Linked DNA regions of Macaca mulatta: region 2 is linked to region 1. Evidence: chromatin contacts called from public Hi-C data. All regions are on one chromosome and are shown on one strand. The core of a region is the stretch at or near the end of the contact, and the rest is flanking DNA. Distances in the headings are between cores, read along the strand shown. Region 1 holds the start of EDRF1 (erythroid differentiation regulatory factor 1). Region 2 holds the start of UROS (uroporphyrinogen III synthase).

Evidence for each region. A called contact is a pair of places that touch in the nucleus more often than the background predicts.
Region 2: a Hi-C map of CD4 T cells shows a contact between it and region 1, with 2.5 times the contacts expected there. The contact joins the promoter of UROS here to the promoter of EDRF1 in region 1. A contact is called at or near these places in 2 of 14 Hi-C or Micro-C datasets (CD4 T cells and blood).

The regions. Positions count from the first base shown.
Region 1 is chr9:137,764,568-137,772,449 of T2T-MMU8v2.0, reverse strand. It overlaps EDRF1 (erythroid differentiation regulatory factor 1), which reads right to left and starts at 3,458. Exons shown (of 24, transcript XM_015148437.3): 1 at 3,244-3,458; 2 at 1,737-1,945; 3 at 28-94. The coding sequence starts at 3,351. LOC144331367 (a long non-coding RNA gene) reads left to right here and starts at 3,619. Exons shown (of 3, transcript XR_013398452.1): 1 at 3,619-3,737.
Region 2 is chr9:137,873,625-137,881,506 of T2T-MMU8v2.0, reverse strand. UROS (uroporphyrinogen III synthase) reads left to right here and starts at 3,240. Exons shown (of 10, transcript NM_001266782.1): 1 at 3,240-3,253. BCCIP (BRCA2 and CDKN1A interacting protein) reads right to left here and starts at 2,700. Exons shown (of 7, transcript NM_001265671.1): 1 at 2,533-2,700. The coding sequence starts at 2,697.

The DNA.
Region 1 (7,882 bases), core at 2,209-4,708:
ACAAAACACCCCCAAAATTACACTTACTTCAGAGTCAGAGACAACATCCACATCATTTCCCACTGAATCAATAAAGTCGTATGCCATGCCAAAGCTACCAAAGAGATAAAAGGACACCGGTTATAAGGTCATGCTCATAATCATGCAAGTAGAATTTAATAACAATACTTCATTGCTTCTAGGATACACATTTTCCACATTTTAACAACTCTGAAACCAGGATGCGTATCACCATCACAGCTGGCAAGTTTTTTCTTCTTAGTGGCACTAAAATCATGCTGTGTCTGAGAGTCAATGGCATCTTAGATTTGATAAGACATGGTAATAATCATTAGAAGCATCCAGTAGGAAATATTTCAAATAAAAACAATTATTTTATTTTTGTAATCACAAAACCCAAAGTCTCCAAGGGAAAATAGTTCAAAACTTTATTCTTTTTAGGTGGAGAGATAAGAAAAACAGAAACATGTACTAGGATTTTACTTTCTGAGATTGTGTTTCTAGTGATATACAATACCTCTTTTAAAAAATATACATGAAAAAAATGCACCTGACACCAATTCAGCCACAAAAGGAAATGGAAAAAAACTGTTAATTGAGCAGCCAACTGATGCCACGTACCACCTGAGGCACATCTATAGTCTATAAGCCTGAAAGGTACCCAACATCGCCATGTTCCAATTACTAAAAGGCAGAGTCAGGACACTTACCAAGGACTGCCTAATGGCAAAGCATGCTTTGTGATTTACTGTATGCTTGAGTCAAATTATTTCACCCTTCTCAGCTTCCGTTTTCTCAGATGCAAAATAATTAACAGTGCCTATCTCAAAGAGTTGTTGTGAGAATTAAATAAGCATATAAAATACTTGGCACGGCATTTGTATAGAGTTAATATAATTATTCAAATTTCCTCGCAACATTTAATTATGTTGACAAATCATAATTAAGCCATTCTTTTAAAAAATGATATCTGGGATATTCCCAACTTTTTGCTCCTATAAATGATGCTACACACAAACGTATTTTTGCAAATATAACTTTTATTTTCTGAGGCTTTAGGATAATTTCCAAACTACCAGCTCATAAAGTATTAGTGTATTTGTGCCCCTTGCTACAAGTTACATGGAAATATTTTAGATTGAGTGGCTGAGAAGGGGGAAGAAGAAAAGAGAACCCCACACATTAAATGGCCTACAATATGGACATTAGTACATTTTTCTCTATAGGACCTCAGGCTACTCTCTCAACTTTAAATACCATCAGCAGAATTTCTGGTGCCAAAGTTAAGGTGTAGGTCACCCAACATGCTGGGTTTTTAAATCTGGCTTTTCCAGATCAACCTGCCACCATTTAATGAAAAACTCCACAGGAAAGATGAAGTAATGTTCAAGGTCTTCCTCCTCATGCACCAAGCTGATCCTTTATATTCATATATTCAAAAGGTATGCAAATTGGCTAAAATAAAAGGGCTGATTGAACTTTGGCGGTCAAAACTCATCTTTGCTAATAACGTGATGCAGACTTGAAAGAAGCATATGCAATTGATATTGTATGTACATCTTCATATTGTAACATCATCTATTATCAGAATAAAAAGCCTTTGAAAATCAAATGTGATCTTTCTCTAAAGAGAAATCTCGACAAGTTAATGGGCATTACAAACTGAATTTAAAAGCAAATAAGAGTTTTAAGTGAGGGTGGAGGGGCAGGTAAAAATGCCACTGATTAATATTTACCTTGAAAATGGCTTGCTTTTCTTGCTGTTGCCAAGAATGGTAGTTCCTGCCGGCCCTAGTTTGGCACTCTCTCGTAACCAGTTGGCAGGTGGGAGTTTCAAGTCTGTTTTCTCTTCAAGGCGTGCAAATGCTGTTCGAGGAGGGGCAGAAGAGTATTTCACCACAGCTCGGCTCTTCACTTCATTGCCTCCAAGAAATAAAGCTGATCCCTAATTAACACATTGGGTGAAACTTTAATGAAAATTACTAGGAACGAAAAATCTCACCTTCATAAAAAAGAAAACAAGGACCTGTCACACCAGGCTTCACAAGGAACGGATGCCACATGTTACTAACAGCACTTAATAAATTTGAGCATAAACGCTAACATTTATTTAGTTCTTTTACACCAACTTCAAAGAAAAAAGATGAGTCAAGGAGTATGATGGTCATGGTTATCAGCTAGAAAATGGACCACCTACTCTACCTTTTAAAATTTATTCATATAATGTGGAGAAGCAGAAACCAAGGAGACTCAATGGTAACATGTTAACTAAATGCAAACTTCAATAAAGTCTATTTTCAGTATCGAAGATGTATTTTAATTCTTTTTTTTTTTTTTTAATTTTTGAGAAGTAGTCTCGCTTTGTTGCCCAGGCTGGAGTGCAGCGGAGCAATCATGGCTCACTGCAACCTGGGCAACCTGGGCTTAAGCCATTCTCCTGCCTCAGCGTCCCTAGTAGCTGGAATTACAAGCTTGCACTACCACGCCCGGCTAATTTTTGTATTTTTAGTAGAGACGGGGTTTTGCCATGTTGGCCAGGCTGGTCTCCAACTCCCCGACCTCAGGTGATCCACCCACCTCGGCCTTCCAAAGTGCTGAGATTACAGGCGTGAGCCACCGCGCCGGACCAAAGATGTATTTTAATTTTAATAACACATCATTCATAAAGTAGTGTGGTAGAATATTTGGGCCTTTTTTTGTTTTAATGCAAATATTTAGTAATTGATGCATCGGTTCATGCATGTATGCATGGTTCAAATAGTCTTGAGTCTCTAACTTCATAGCAAGGCATGGGGGGTTCGTTCCTCACAACCTGCACCTGCACACTCCCAAAGCAAGTTCAGTGTCTGGGTTCAATATTCTAACCTTTCACGCAGTCCCTTTTCTGCCTGGCAAACATTTTACACCTTTTGTGAATTAGTTCGGTCTCATTCTCGGCGAGTCACTGCCTGGCACCGTTTCTTCCCTCCTGCTTTGCACGACTGTGCCACGTTTTGGAACGACATATTTACAAGAACCCTCCTTGAGAGCAGAGATCGTATCTAACTCACCTGTCGGCTACCAGGACTGCTTTTAATACGAATACCTGCCGAAAGGAACACGGACTTCCACTCCCTGTTTTGGGGGTGTCAGGGAAACATGGAGAAGCCTCCAGAATCTGCCGGGAACCGTGGCATCCCTCCCCGGTGGAGCGGATCCTCGGCTCCCGCATCCCTGGCAGGTGCCACTCCTCGGAGGACTCACCTGTGCAGAAGGTTCCTCGGATTCTCCCTGGGACAGGAGGCTGAGTCCTCCTCGAGAGGCGGCCCCCGCCGGCGGACCCTCTGCTCCGGCCTCCTTGGGATCCCCCATCACTTCGATCCAAGTCAGGCGAGACGAAGGGGGAGCGGAGCAGCGGCAACAGCCACCCGGGCCCAAAACAGGGCAAGCGCCAGACACACTCCGCGGACCGCACTTCCGGTCTCTGCCAGGAAGAAGTAGCTGTGACTCCACATTAAATCTCGCGATCTTTGTCCCATAGGCCCGGCCCCGCCTCCCGCTGCGGGTCCCACCTTCGCGGCCAGGGCGGGAATTGTAGTGCGCCTGCGCTTGTCCGAACCTCTTCGGGAGACTGCTTCTCGCGGTATCTGACTCCTAGGTTCCGCCCCCTGCACGCCGCTCGCGGGATCTGACGCTCAGGCTCCGCCCCCTGCACGTCTTTGTTGGCAAACAGTTCTGGGGGTGGTGCGCGCTTGCAGGTAATCTGCGCGTGGGAGGGGACGTGCAGCCCACTGCGCTACCGTTGGCTCCGGTTACGTGAATTAGTGAGGGCTTCGCACTTCTTCCCCAGGCTTCAGTGTCACCTCTTTTCACACGGGCACCCCGAGGGCCCGGACTGGAAAAGCGAGCCTGCCATCTCAAGACTGGGCGCCCCTGCCCGCCTCTTAGTGCCCGTGTGGCTCCATCCTGGGTGTGGGAGCGGCGGGGCTTCCGGGGAGGACGCTGGGACGCGCGGACGAGGCTCCCGGTTTAGGGAATGGGTGGCTTTCGGAGGCTCCTGGGGGCCCGGCATGCCCGCTGCTTGCGGGGCGTCCCAGGCTGTGCAGGATCCCTGAGACGCTGCACCTGGGGCCTCATAACGCGTATGTTTTCATTCGGGCGCTCTGGGTGGGCCTGAGACTTGGCGTTTCTCACAGGTTACCAGGAGGTTCCTTGGAGTAGCCAGGAGGTGGAGAAATAGCCCGGGCCGTTTGCAAGCTTTGAAGGTCCAGGCTCTCTTACTTTCCCACTCTTCAATGTCATCTCAAACTGTCAAACGCAGCCACATCCATCATACATGTTTTGTAGTAAAAGTGTTTTGTTGTGCCGTAGGATGCAGAAAGTGTTTTTAAAAATTAACTTGGTTCCTGCAGTTTGGCTATCTCAATTTGTAATTCACATTTGGCTGTGATAACTCACTGTCCTGTCCGTTTTCAGGAATGCTCCTGATGAGCAAGCATTCAACTCACAAATTGCTTTCAAATGTAACAAAACAATTTTATGAATTAAATGTAACAAGCCAGGCGCGGTGACTCACGGCTGTAATCCCTGCACTTTGGGAGGCCGAGGTGGGCAGATCACCCGAGGTCAGATCGAGACCGCCTGACCAACAGGGTGAAAACCCATCTCTACTAAAAATACAAAAATTAGCCAGGTGTGGTGGTGGGCGCCTGTAATCCCAGCTACTAGGGAGGCTGAGGCAGGGAGGCTTGAACCCAGGAGGCGGAGCTTGCAGTGAGCTGAGATTGCACCACTGCACTCCAGCCTGGGCGACACAGCAAGACTCCGTCTCAAAAAAAAAGCCAATGTGCAATATGATCTTAATTTTAAAAAGTCTCCATTTCTGTGTCTGTGTCCACAAAAACAGATCTGAGTCGTGAAATGAAGTGATTTAAATTTATTCTTTAATATTTTCTTTTCCTATTTTTATTTGTGATTATTATAATATGTAATTTTGTTAAGCTTTTACACACATACATAATTCAGCTTGTGGTAATCTTTAAATTCTGTTGTTTTATTGTGTAATTCTATCTTTGTAAGAAAGAAATAGCAGTGATTCTTTTCTCAGGATTCAAATATTTTGCATGCTTCTTGAGAAGTGAGTGCCTAGACACGTGTTGATGATGCTTAGTGGGAAAACGTGCTGAAATAGCCCGTGAAAAGACAAAGTATGAAACAGAACCAGGAACTCAGCACAGAAAAAGAGGTTGGCAGCACACAGAGGATAATGGGAGCTCTAAGGGTGACCAGGGACCCTTGGGACTGACTGTGGAGGAAAACCTGAGTCAGGGCTGGGTCTCCAGCAGCCACACACAGGACCAGGATTACAGTACTGTAATTTAGTTCGTAAAGGAGCAAGATTGCTGGGGGCTGGAGCAATTGGGCACATCTGGGTTACATAAAATTTATATATGCCTCTTGCTCTAAGAGCTTATTAATTTTTTCTTTTTCCCTAGTCAAACACTTTTACATGCTGCTGGAGCTCATAGTGGTCAGGAAAATTTTTTAAAATAGGTGAGAAACCCACTTTTACATGGTGTAGTGTTTTTTAAAAAGTTATTGTCACTTTTTAATATAGGAGGTTGGAATATTTTGTGGGAAAACATGGAGGATAAGTCATTACTCTTAGAATTTCAAGTTTTCAGACACTAATTGATTTTCATTTTTATATTGTACCAGTGTCTGCCTGTTTCCTCCATCCCTGTCCTCCTGCCCCAGGGCCCCACTTGGGATGTACCCCGTCAACCGTGGCCTGCTCTGCCTTGTCTGTGTAGTTATCCTGGCTCTTGCAACTACCCATGGCTCTCACGTGTTTACCTGCCTCTTCAGTGCCTGATGCTCTAGCTACTAAGAGTGTCTGTTGAATGAATGAGCAGTGTGCTTGTTTGCTGCTCCAGCTACTTGTTCCATAGCTCCACGTTTGCTGGTGCTTTCCTCTGCCTAAAATACCTTTTCCTTCCTCACCTGGCTTCTCTCCTGACACCTCCACCTCCTTACCCCTCAGGGTTCCTTCCTTTGTTCCAGTCGCTTGTATTGCTTTATCCTGCACTTGTCACATTATAGAAAAATTACCTGTTTGTATCTGCCTCCCTTCCCGACTGTGAGCTCCTCAAAGGCTGGAGTCCCGTCTGATCACTGACACCAGGCACAGCACAAGCCGACAGAACTGTTTCAGCCCTTAGGCAACGGAGGGAAAATGACTGGGGCTGACAGGCTTTTAAAATGCTCATCAAAATGTTTGAGACATAAAAACAATATTGTTGGCTCCAAAATATTTTTTTTTAATCTGCAAAATCAAAGCTAAAAATGTTTAATGAAGTAGCTCTGAAATACTGCAATGTCAATGTCATTAATTATTAAAGGTCGTATTGACATACAGTTTGTTCCATTCTAAAACAGTTTGTAGATAGACTTTCTCAGTTAGCAAAAATCCTCCCAGCAGGCAATGATTTCTGAGAAAAATCCCAGTCATTTGTAAATTCAGGTAGTTATTTGTATAGTTTCCAAAACGTTATAGCAAGACAATTTTAAGTTAGGCAAATGTGGTTGGGGCTCCTGCCAGAAGAACAAGTGGCCAGGATGCTCACGGTTCTTATCTAGCCTCACGGGCAGAGCATGCCAAACTTGAAAACCTCTCAACTCAGGGACCATTTGGGGAATATGCTTTTCAGTTTGCCATGGGCACTTCCACAACCTAATGTCTTACCCGTCACCAGCCTCATTTGTTTACTTTCTGGATCTTAGAAAGTTTTGAATTTCTGGCTCCTGATCCTAGACTTTTAGAGCTGAAAGAGATTTGAGGTCATCTGAGCCAATCTCTTGCCTCTTTAGATGAGAGCAATGCAGTCCAGAAAGGAGAATAGGATCGACTTGTTGAACATCATACAAAGGTAGTTGCAAAGTTAGGACTAGTACCCAGGTCTCCTACCTTAGCTTTCTAAAAAGTCAAATAGTAGACATAGGCCAGTGGATTTGAAGTTGTCTCATAATCACCTGAGGAACTTGTTAAGCAAACAGATCCTCCAGCCACCTCCAGAATCTAGTATCTCTGGGGTAGTGCTGATTAGTGTACATTTTTACTGCAATTGTTAAGTTTCTGACAACCTTGCCCTGTAGATTATACCTTTGGATAGTGGTCTCCAAAGACAATCCCCTGGGGTGCAGGAAGACTGTTTTTTTTTTTTTTAATCTGACAAGTAAAGGCAAAATTAAGCTTTACTAATATGTAATTTATGGATTGACACAGGTGCCCTTCCTTGGGCCATGGTGAGCTGGTCACATAAGATTGGGTTATACTGACAAACCCAATGATCCCCAAGTGTCAGTGGCTTACAGCTGGGTTAGCCAGGTCAGTGGCTTACAGCTGGGTTAACCAGGTCAGTGGCTTACAGCTGGGTTAGCCAGGTCAGTGGCTTACAGCTGGGTTAGCCAGAGAAAGAACAGGATGCAAAGTTAAATTTGAATTTCAGATAAACAGTGAAAAAATTTTTAGGATGAGAATGTCCCAAATATTTAGCATAAGTATGTCCCATCTGATGAAGCAGCCTCAATCTGGAACATTGCCAGTTGCAGTAGCAGAGACAAAAAGAGATTGGTGCATTGCAGACTAGCTCCAAAAGCTTTTGGTCAGAAGTGGCAAACATCACTGCCATTCATTTTTTTTTTTTTTTTTTTTTGGCCAAATAAATCACATGGCCAAGCCAAGGATACATATGGCAGGGGAGACTGGACCCTAAGGAGGGATGTTGGTTATCCATGACCATTATGCAGTCTACCACAGGCATATATGGTGGCTTGGATAGGCTATTGGATGCCATTCACAAGGCCAAATTTGGTGAAAAAGCAAAGCCTTTTGCAGAATCTT
Region 2 (7,882 bases), core at 1,991-4,490, 110 kb before region 1:
CAAATACTTATTAAGTACCAATCCAGGTACCAAGCACTGTGCCAGGCACTCAAGATGAAAAGGTTAGTAAGGCAGACACAAATGATCCTGCTCTCGTGCAGCTTACGATTTAGGGAGGAATACAGACATTAAGGAAATATTTATAGAAATAAATGTAAGTGCTATAAAACAAAGGTACACAGTGCTGTAACAACTTAAAAAATAAGAAGTCAGTCAGGAAAGGCTTCCTTAAAGAAGTGACACTTGAGCAAGGAACCAAAAAACGGCAAAGAGAGTTCCTGGTACAGGGAACGGAACAAACTAAGGCCCTAAGGCAGAAGGAGACACGATGAGTACAAGGGACTAGAAGAATGAATGTGTAGCTGGGCTCCCAGATCTCTATCTGCAAGACAACAGAATCTAGAAGATGGCACTAAAATGCCAAAAACAAAACCTCCTTCCTTTTAAACACTAACAAGATCAGTCCTTGAGGACCCTAAATCATACCTTGATAAGTGACACAATGAACTTGGGGCTCTGATGAAATAATATATTTTGAGGCACTTCAGGTTTTAATGGTTTGGGAATTTAGATCTTAGCTGAAGGACATCATAGAGGAAATCAGACCCCCTTTTACCTTGCCACCCTAACTACATATATATCTAAGGCTTCCTTAATTGTTAAATGTGCAAGGCCCTGGAATTTTGAAGCAATTCCAGCTCCAATTTGAACTCTTTTAAGTCCAGCTTTGCAGACTTCAAATGCTAACTCAGCCAGATTATGTGAGCAGCAAAACAAGGGGTCAGGTGGGAGTGTTTCAAACAGGATCAAACTAAACCAAATAACAAATTGTCATTATTCAGGACTTAAACTTATTCCTTAGACATAAATACATTCTGTAAATGATGCTCATCTAGTGTTTTTTTGTTTTTTTGCTTTTTTTTGCCTAGATAGATGTTTTCGACCTCTGTCCCAGACTATGATGGCACCACCAGGGAAATGGGCAGCAAATGGAGTATATGTCCAGCACCCTTTTCCTGGGTATGGGCTCATCTCCACATGGTTTCAGCAGGAACAGTCATGTTTGTAGAAAAGAGCCCTGTCCCTCATTCCCAAGTGATTTAGAATTAAGACTGTGGTGGTCTGATAGATTTCCCATGTTAACACAAGAAGCACTGATTTCTATAACCCAAAAGTAATAAAATAGCTAGTTAAAGTTCTAAGTGAAAAATGGTGAGATGGCATTCAAGGCACAGAGCCAAAGTAAAGATCTGTAAGGAAAGACTGATCACCTGCACACGTCATGGTGTCAACTCTAATCCTGCATCCATGCTTCTCTGTATCCTCCCCTCCATGCTCTTCATGACTGACTCATGGTTACCGCTGATTTTATTTCCTATCACTCTCTCTTCCTTATTCTGATCCAGCCATCCAGGCTGCCTTTCTGTCCCTCAAACGTAAGGATTCTGGATTTTCTTATAAATGAACTAGAAAGCCAATGGAGCACTCTGAGCAGAGGCGTGAGATCAGACCCACAAGATCTCTCTGACTGTAGATGGAGTATAGACTGATTGTAGGGAAACAAGAATGGAGAAAAGCACGCCGGTTAAAAGCTGTTATATTAAATAGTAGTCCAGGCAAGAGATAATGGAGGTGTGGACTACGATGGTCTCATAATCAGTGCTGAGAAATGTCTGGATAACAGGATTTACTGATGGACTGAATATAGGATGAGGAAAGGGAGGAATTAAAGTTAAGGAATTAAAGTTTTGGGTTAGAGCAGCTGGTGATTTTAGGGGCCATTTACAGAAACGGTGACGGTTAAGAGAGGGGCATGAATTATTATACAAATCTGCTTTGGACAAGTTAAGGTTGAGGTATCTATTTACACATTCAGTGGTCTGAAGGACCATTCAGTCCTAATTATTTATTAAACAAATAATAAGTACCTATATTTCCAGGCACTATAGGACCTATTCTGAAGAAAAGAACCCAGTTCTATAAGACTATGAAGCCAAAGATTTACCTACGATTTGGGTCAGCTGCCCCAGGAGCCAGAAAATACAGCCTAGCTGAGATCTGAAGAAGGGAAAACTCTGCAGGATGAAGAAGAGCGTCTGAAAAAGCTGCTACGGTAGAACCCGGCAGGAGCCTTCAAGAAACCGAGGGCCCACGTGAGTGCCGCCCGCAGAATGAAGAGGTCAGCTGCTGCCCTGCGGGGAGAGGGCCCCTTCTGCGGGCCCGCGGTGGCCGATTCAGGATTTGAGGCTTCAGCCTGAGAACTAAAGAGGGCGAGAACACACCTGTTGCGGCGGGCTTTTTCGGGGGGCCGCGGGTTGCGAGGTTAACCGGACCGGAGTCGGCCTTTCAAAAATAACCACTGTGGCTGCAGTGTGTGAAAGACCGAGGAGAAACCTGAGAAAGAACTTATCTCCAGCTTTTCCTCACAGACCCTCAGGGTTAGGGAAGTCACTACGCTATTTTTACACAGCCTGGGCTTGCCAGAAAGTTTTTCTCAGGTATAAACCAACTAGGGAAGCGTGTCCTTCCCACCTCGTCAATGACGTCGTCCTCTTCATCCTCTTCCTCGTCACTGTCGTCATCGTCTTCGTCCTCATCCTCGACTTCATCTTCCTCTTCTTCGTCGCGCTGGACTAGGGGGTCCGGCGGCTGCGGAACCCCACTTTCCACGGCCCGCCGCTTAGGCCTGGACGCCATGTTACCGCTCACACTGCGCCTGCGCAGCTTCCCCCTGCCTGACCTTCCGGATCAGTCCATAGTAGCCACGGGGGTGAGGGACTACGAAGAAGCTCGGAGCTGAGTGCACAACAACTCCAATGCCCCTGCTGGATTCCGCAGTCATGATCCCTTCCAGTTACGTCCAGCTTGCGGTCCTATCTTGCTTTTTTCTTCCTCTTTCCACCCTCCCTCACTCCTCCCAAAGCTTCCCCTCCCCTTCCCGTAATGGTTCAACCCATCTAACCTCTGTCCTCGATCCGTGGCCTGGATGTCGGTGCGCATGCGCGAGCGCCTAGCTGTGCGCGCGGCCGCCCCCGCATCCCGGGGCTGAGGTGCGGGGTCCGGCCCGCCGCGGCCCCTTAGGCTGCGCGGGCAGGGGGTGGCACCCCCTGTTGTCATTGCTCCTGCAGCCTCAGCAGCCTCTTCGCTGGGACTGCGCGACACCGCCCCCAGACTGGGTGCCCGCTGTGTGCCAGGCCCGGTGCTGGGCACGGTCCCGTCTCTTAGCCCATTCGAGCCTCCCCAGCCCCGCGAGGTAGGTGTCGCCGCCCGCGGTACCGGGTACAGACGCCGAGGCCCGCGGGCATGCAGGGGCCCAGCCCCGGGCAGTGTATTACACAGCGGGGCCAGGGCGCCGAGGCCTCTGCGGACACCTCCTGCCCAGGCGGGGAGGTCCGCGGCCCTTACGGCTGCGCAGGTGACGGAAGGCGCCTGGCCAACGTACCCTCGCCGCGCTTCTGGAGCGCGTTTCTTGACCTAAAAGTTTTTTTAAAGCCGGCACCGCAATTAAAAATGCTTCGGGGAGGGCGGGCGCGGTGGCTCATGCTTGTAATCCCAGCACTTAGGGAGGTCGAGGCAGGTGGATCACCAGAGGTCAGGAGTTCGAGACCAGCCTGGCCAACAGGGTGAAACTTCAACTCTACTAAAAATACGAAAATTAGCCGGGCGTGGTGGCAGACACCTGTAATCCCAGCACTTTGGGAGACCAAGAGGGGTGGATCACTTGAGATCAGGAGTTCGAGACCAGCCTGCCCAACATGGCGAAACCCCGTCTCCACTAAAAATACAAAAACCAACCAGGTGTGGTGGCGCGCGCCTGTAGTCCCAGCTACTCAAGAGGCTGAGGCAGGAGAATCGCATGAACCCAGGAGACGGACATGAACCCAGGAGACGGAGGTTGCAGTGAGCCCAGATCGCGCCACTGCACTCCACACCCCAGCGTGGGCGACAGAGGGAGACTCCATCTCAAAGATAAAAGAAGAGCTTCGGGGCCAGTGGGGGTAGTCTAGGTTAAAGACCCGAGCCTATTTTGAGAGAAGAGTGGAGGGGACTGTGGCCAACTGCAGAGCGCGCGCGCCTCTGCTGCCAACCCCTGTGGCAGGTGGGGATGTGGCCCAGGGCAGCCAGGTCTTTCCATTGCAAGAGAAACGGGGCTCATCAGCTTTCTAGGAATAAGATCTACCGTTCTCCACTGATTTTTCTCTGTAAAATAAGGGGAGTGGGTTGGGTATGTTTGATTCTAGGAATGGAGTGAGCTGCCCTAATAGGCTGCTTCTGTTTAAGCAGGGTAACATCTGATAAATCAGTGATCCTTCGTCAGTAGGAGATGGGAGGCCCTGAAGGTCCCCAGGAGCCCAGATTCCCCATAATCGTGTTCTGTGAGTTCTGTCTTTCCTGGGAGTCTTGTCTACCCGGCCATGTCATGGGTATTAAAGTAATACTTACACATCAGCGCTCCACATCCGATGGGGCAGCTTGAAATGGCCCATTTGGGTCGCACAACTGCAAAAACATGTTCCTGTAATGGAGAAGAGAGGAAGCTGTCAAAAAAGACCTATCAAAAGGCTACGATTAGAAAAAAGACTCAGAAAGACCATGTGAACATATCAATAGAGTTGCACTGAAATATCATGGCCATTTTTTTTTCCTGTTTATTTATCCTTTTTTAATGGTGGTAAAAGAGACATAACATACATTTTACCATCCTATTTTTAGATATTCAGTTCAGTGGCATTAAGTGCATTCACATTGTGTAACCATCACCACCACCATCCATTGACAGAACTCTTCATCTTGCAAAATTGAAACTCTGTACCGATTAAACAACTCCCTTCTTCTCCCTCCATGACATTTCTACTTTCCATCTTTATTAATTTGACTATTCTAGAAGCCTCATGTAAGTGGGGTAATACAGTATTCTTCCTTTTGTGACTATTTCATGTAGCATGATGTCTTCAAAGTTAATCCCATGCTGTAGCATGCATTAGGATTTCCTTCCTTGTTAAGGCTGAATAATCTTCCATTGCATGTAGAGACCACATTTTGTTTATCCACTTATCTGCCAGTAAACACTTTGGTTACTTCTACATTTTAGCTATTGTAAACAATGTTGCTATAAACATGAGTATCAGATACCTGTCGGAGTCCCTGCTTTCAGTTCTTTGGGGTGTATATGTAGGAGTGGAATTGCTAGATCATATGGTAATTCTGTGTTTAATTGTTTGAGGAACTATACTTTTCTGTAGTTTGCAAATCTTTCACAGTAAACATGGATCACTTTTGTAAGACAAGTAGGGGAAAAAACCTTACTTTATGCCCTCAGATTAGTTCCCAAAGTTGAGCTCATGGTCAGAGTGTGACTTAAGAATAGTGAATGTGAAAGTAAATACAGTACTGAGACTCCGGGGAGCTGAACTCAGCAGGTACTAGATTGCTTACCACTCGTTCAGTGTTCATCTTTAGCTCAGAATTTATCTTAATGAGGCAGAGGGATGATAGCAAGTGGTTAGGAGACTGAGCATGGGCTTCAGACCAGGATCCAAATTCCCTCTCTGCCACTTACTGTGCTGTGTGACCTGGGACAAGTTACTCAGACCTCTCAGGGACTTGGTTTCACCTCCTGCAAAGAAGGCTAATATCACCTACATTGCAGGTTTAAGTGAGGATTGCAATCTTGCATATAAAATGCTTAGCCCAGTGTGATAGTTACTTTTATGTGTCATCTTGCCTGGATCATGGATGCCCAGATATCTGGTTAAACATTATTTCTTGGTGTGTCTGTGAAGATGTTGTAAGAAGAGGAGCATTTGAATGGATAGACTGAGTAAAGTGCATTGCCCTCCCCAAAGTGGGTGGGCAGCATCCGGTCTGTTGAGGGCCTAAATAGAACAAAAAGTCAGGAAAGGAAGAATGCATCCTGTCTCCGCTTGACTGCTTAATCTGGGATATCTTCTGCCCTTGGTGCTGCTGGTGCTGAGGCCTTCAGACTCAGGCTGGAACCTACACCCTTGGCTCTCAGGCCTTCAGGCTACACCACCAGCCTTCCTGCTTACAAGTCTCCAGCTTGCAGACAGCAGATCGTGGGACTTCTCAGCCTCCATAACTGCATGAGCTGACACCTTATAAAAAATACCTTTCTAGATATAAATATATGCCATTGGTTCTGTTTCTCTGAAGGACTCTGATTAATACACCCAGTAATTAACATGAGTAAATGCTCAATGAAAGGGTGGCTGTTGTTATTGCTGATACTCAGAACACCATAACATAGTATGGGTTTGAGATTTGGTTCTTTCTTACCAGTAAAGTGCCCTTATTCCAGTCAGTTTTTTTTTTTTTTCTTTTTCATCCGTGATTGATGAACATAAATATGAGGGTAAAATGGCAGAGCAAGCATTAGACTGTAAATCTAGAGTTAGGTCGAGCCCTCTTTTTACCAGTCCCAAGGTGAATCTCATCTTGGAAGCTTCAGGAGCAGCTTCAGTCCTGCCGGGGCTTCTCCCGCCTTTTTCCCCCTCAATGGGAAATAAGAGGTTTTGTTATTTTCATTGGAAAAAAGGCAGAGGAAACCCCAGACATTCCACGGTTTTTAGGCCCTAGCCTCACCAGTCTCACAAGCCTCCTATGAAGGAGGGCCATATAGTGCCTCTGATCTGCTTGATACAGACCCTAAGGTCCTTCCCACTCCCATGAGCCACCCACCAGAGTGAGCTAAGAAATCAGCTGGCAGAGAGCACAGTCAAGAATGGCCAAGAGGAATTGTTCTGGGGGTTGGTTAGCAAGCAGGAGAGAGGGAGGAGAAGAAAAACTGCACAGGGATCAGATGCCTCCAGCAGAAGAAAGCGAGGCATAGAGATCTCTTACCATCTGAGTCATGTGGCACCAAATATGTTACCAGTAGCAAATCTGTAGGCATGTGCAGCAACCTCAGTTCTTGTCTCCTCAGAAGAAAATTCAACTGGGGGGCATAAGGCTAAAAAAGTGACTGAGGCAAACTTCAGAGCAGGAGTGGAAGTTTATTTTTAAAAACTTTAGGCTGGATGCAGTGGCTCACGCCTGTAATCCCAGTACTTTGGGAAGCCGAGGCAGGCGGATCACGAGGTCAAGAGATGGAGACCATCCTGGCCAACATGCTGAAACCCCATCTCTACTAAAATTACAAAAATTAGCTGGGCATGGTGGCACATGCCTGTAGTCCCAGCTACTCAGGAGGCTGAGGCAAGAGAATTGCTTGAACCCAGGAGGCAGAGGTTTCAGTGAGCCGAGATCACACCACTGCACTCCAGCCTGGGTGACAGAGCAAGACTCCATCTCAAAAAAACACAGAAACACTAGAACAGGAAAGAAAGTAGAGTACACTTGGGAGAGACCTAAGCAGCAACTTGAGGGACAAGTGTCCCGTTTTTCTTTAATGAAAAGTAATCATTCTCCCTGTTTCAAAGATGCTGGATAAATTTGAAATTGTTGTTTTCCCACAGGGTGAACAAATACTTACTGAGCATCTGCTACAGGAAAGAAAGTCCCTCAAAAAAGCCAACAATGGAGAGGCTCACAGCCCCTTTCAGACATACAGAAATCTGAAACTGAGACTGAAGCAAGAGTGACCTAGACCGGAACCCAGGCCCTGGCCCCCTTCTGTAAACACTTTCTACGCCACCAAGCCTCTTCCTAAAGCCCAAAGTGGCGATGTGTTAACCTGTCTGTGCATGCTTCTCAATTGATTTCTTTCCCAATCAGCCTGATAATATGTGACTCTAGCACAGCAAAGAATAATCAACAACAGTTCCTTTTAATTTTGCATTATTATTATTTTAGAGACGGGATGTATCTCCGTCACCCAGGCTGGAGTGCAGTGGCATGATTATAGCTCACGGCAACCTTGAGC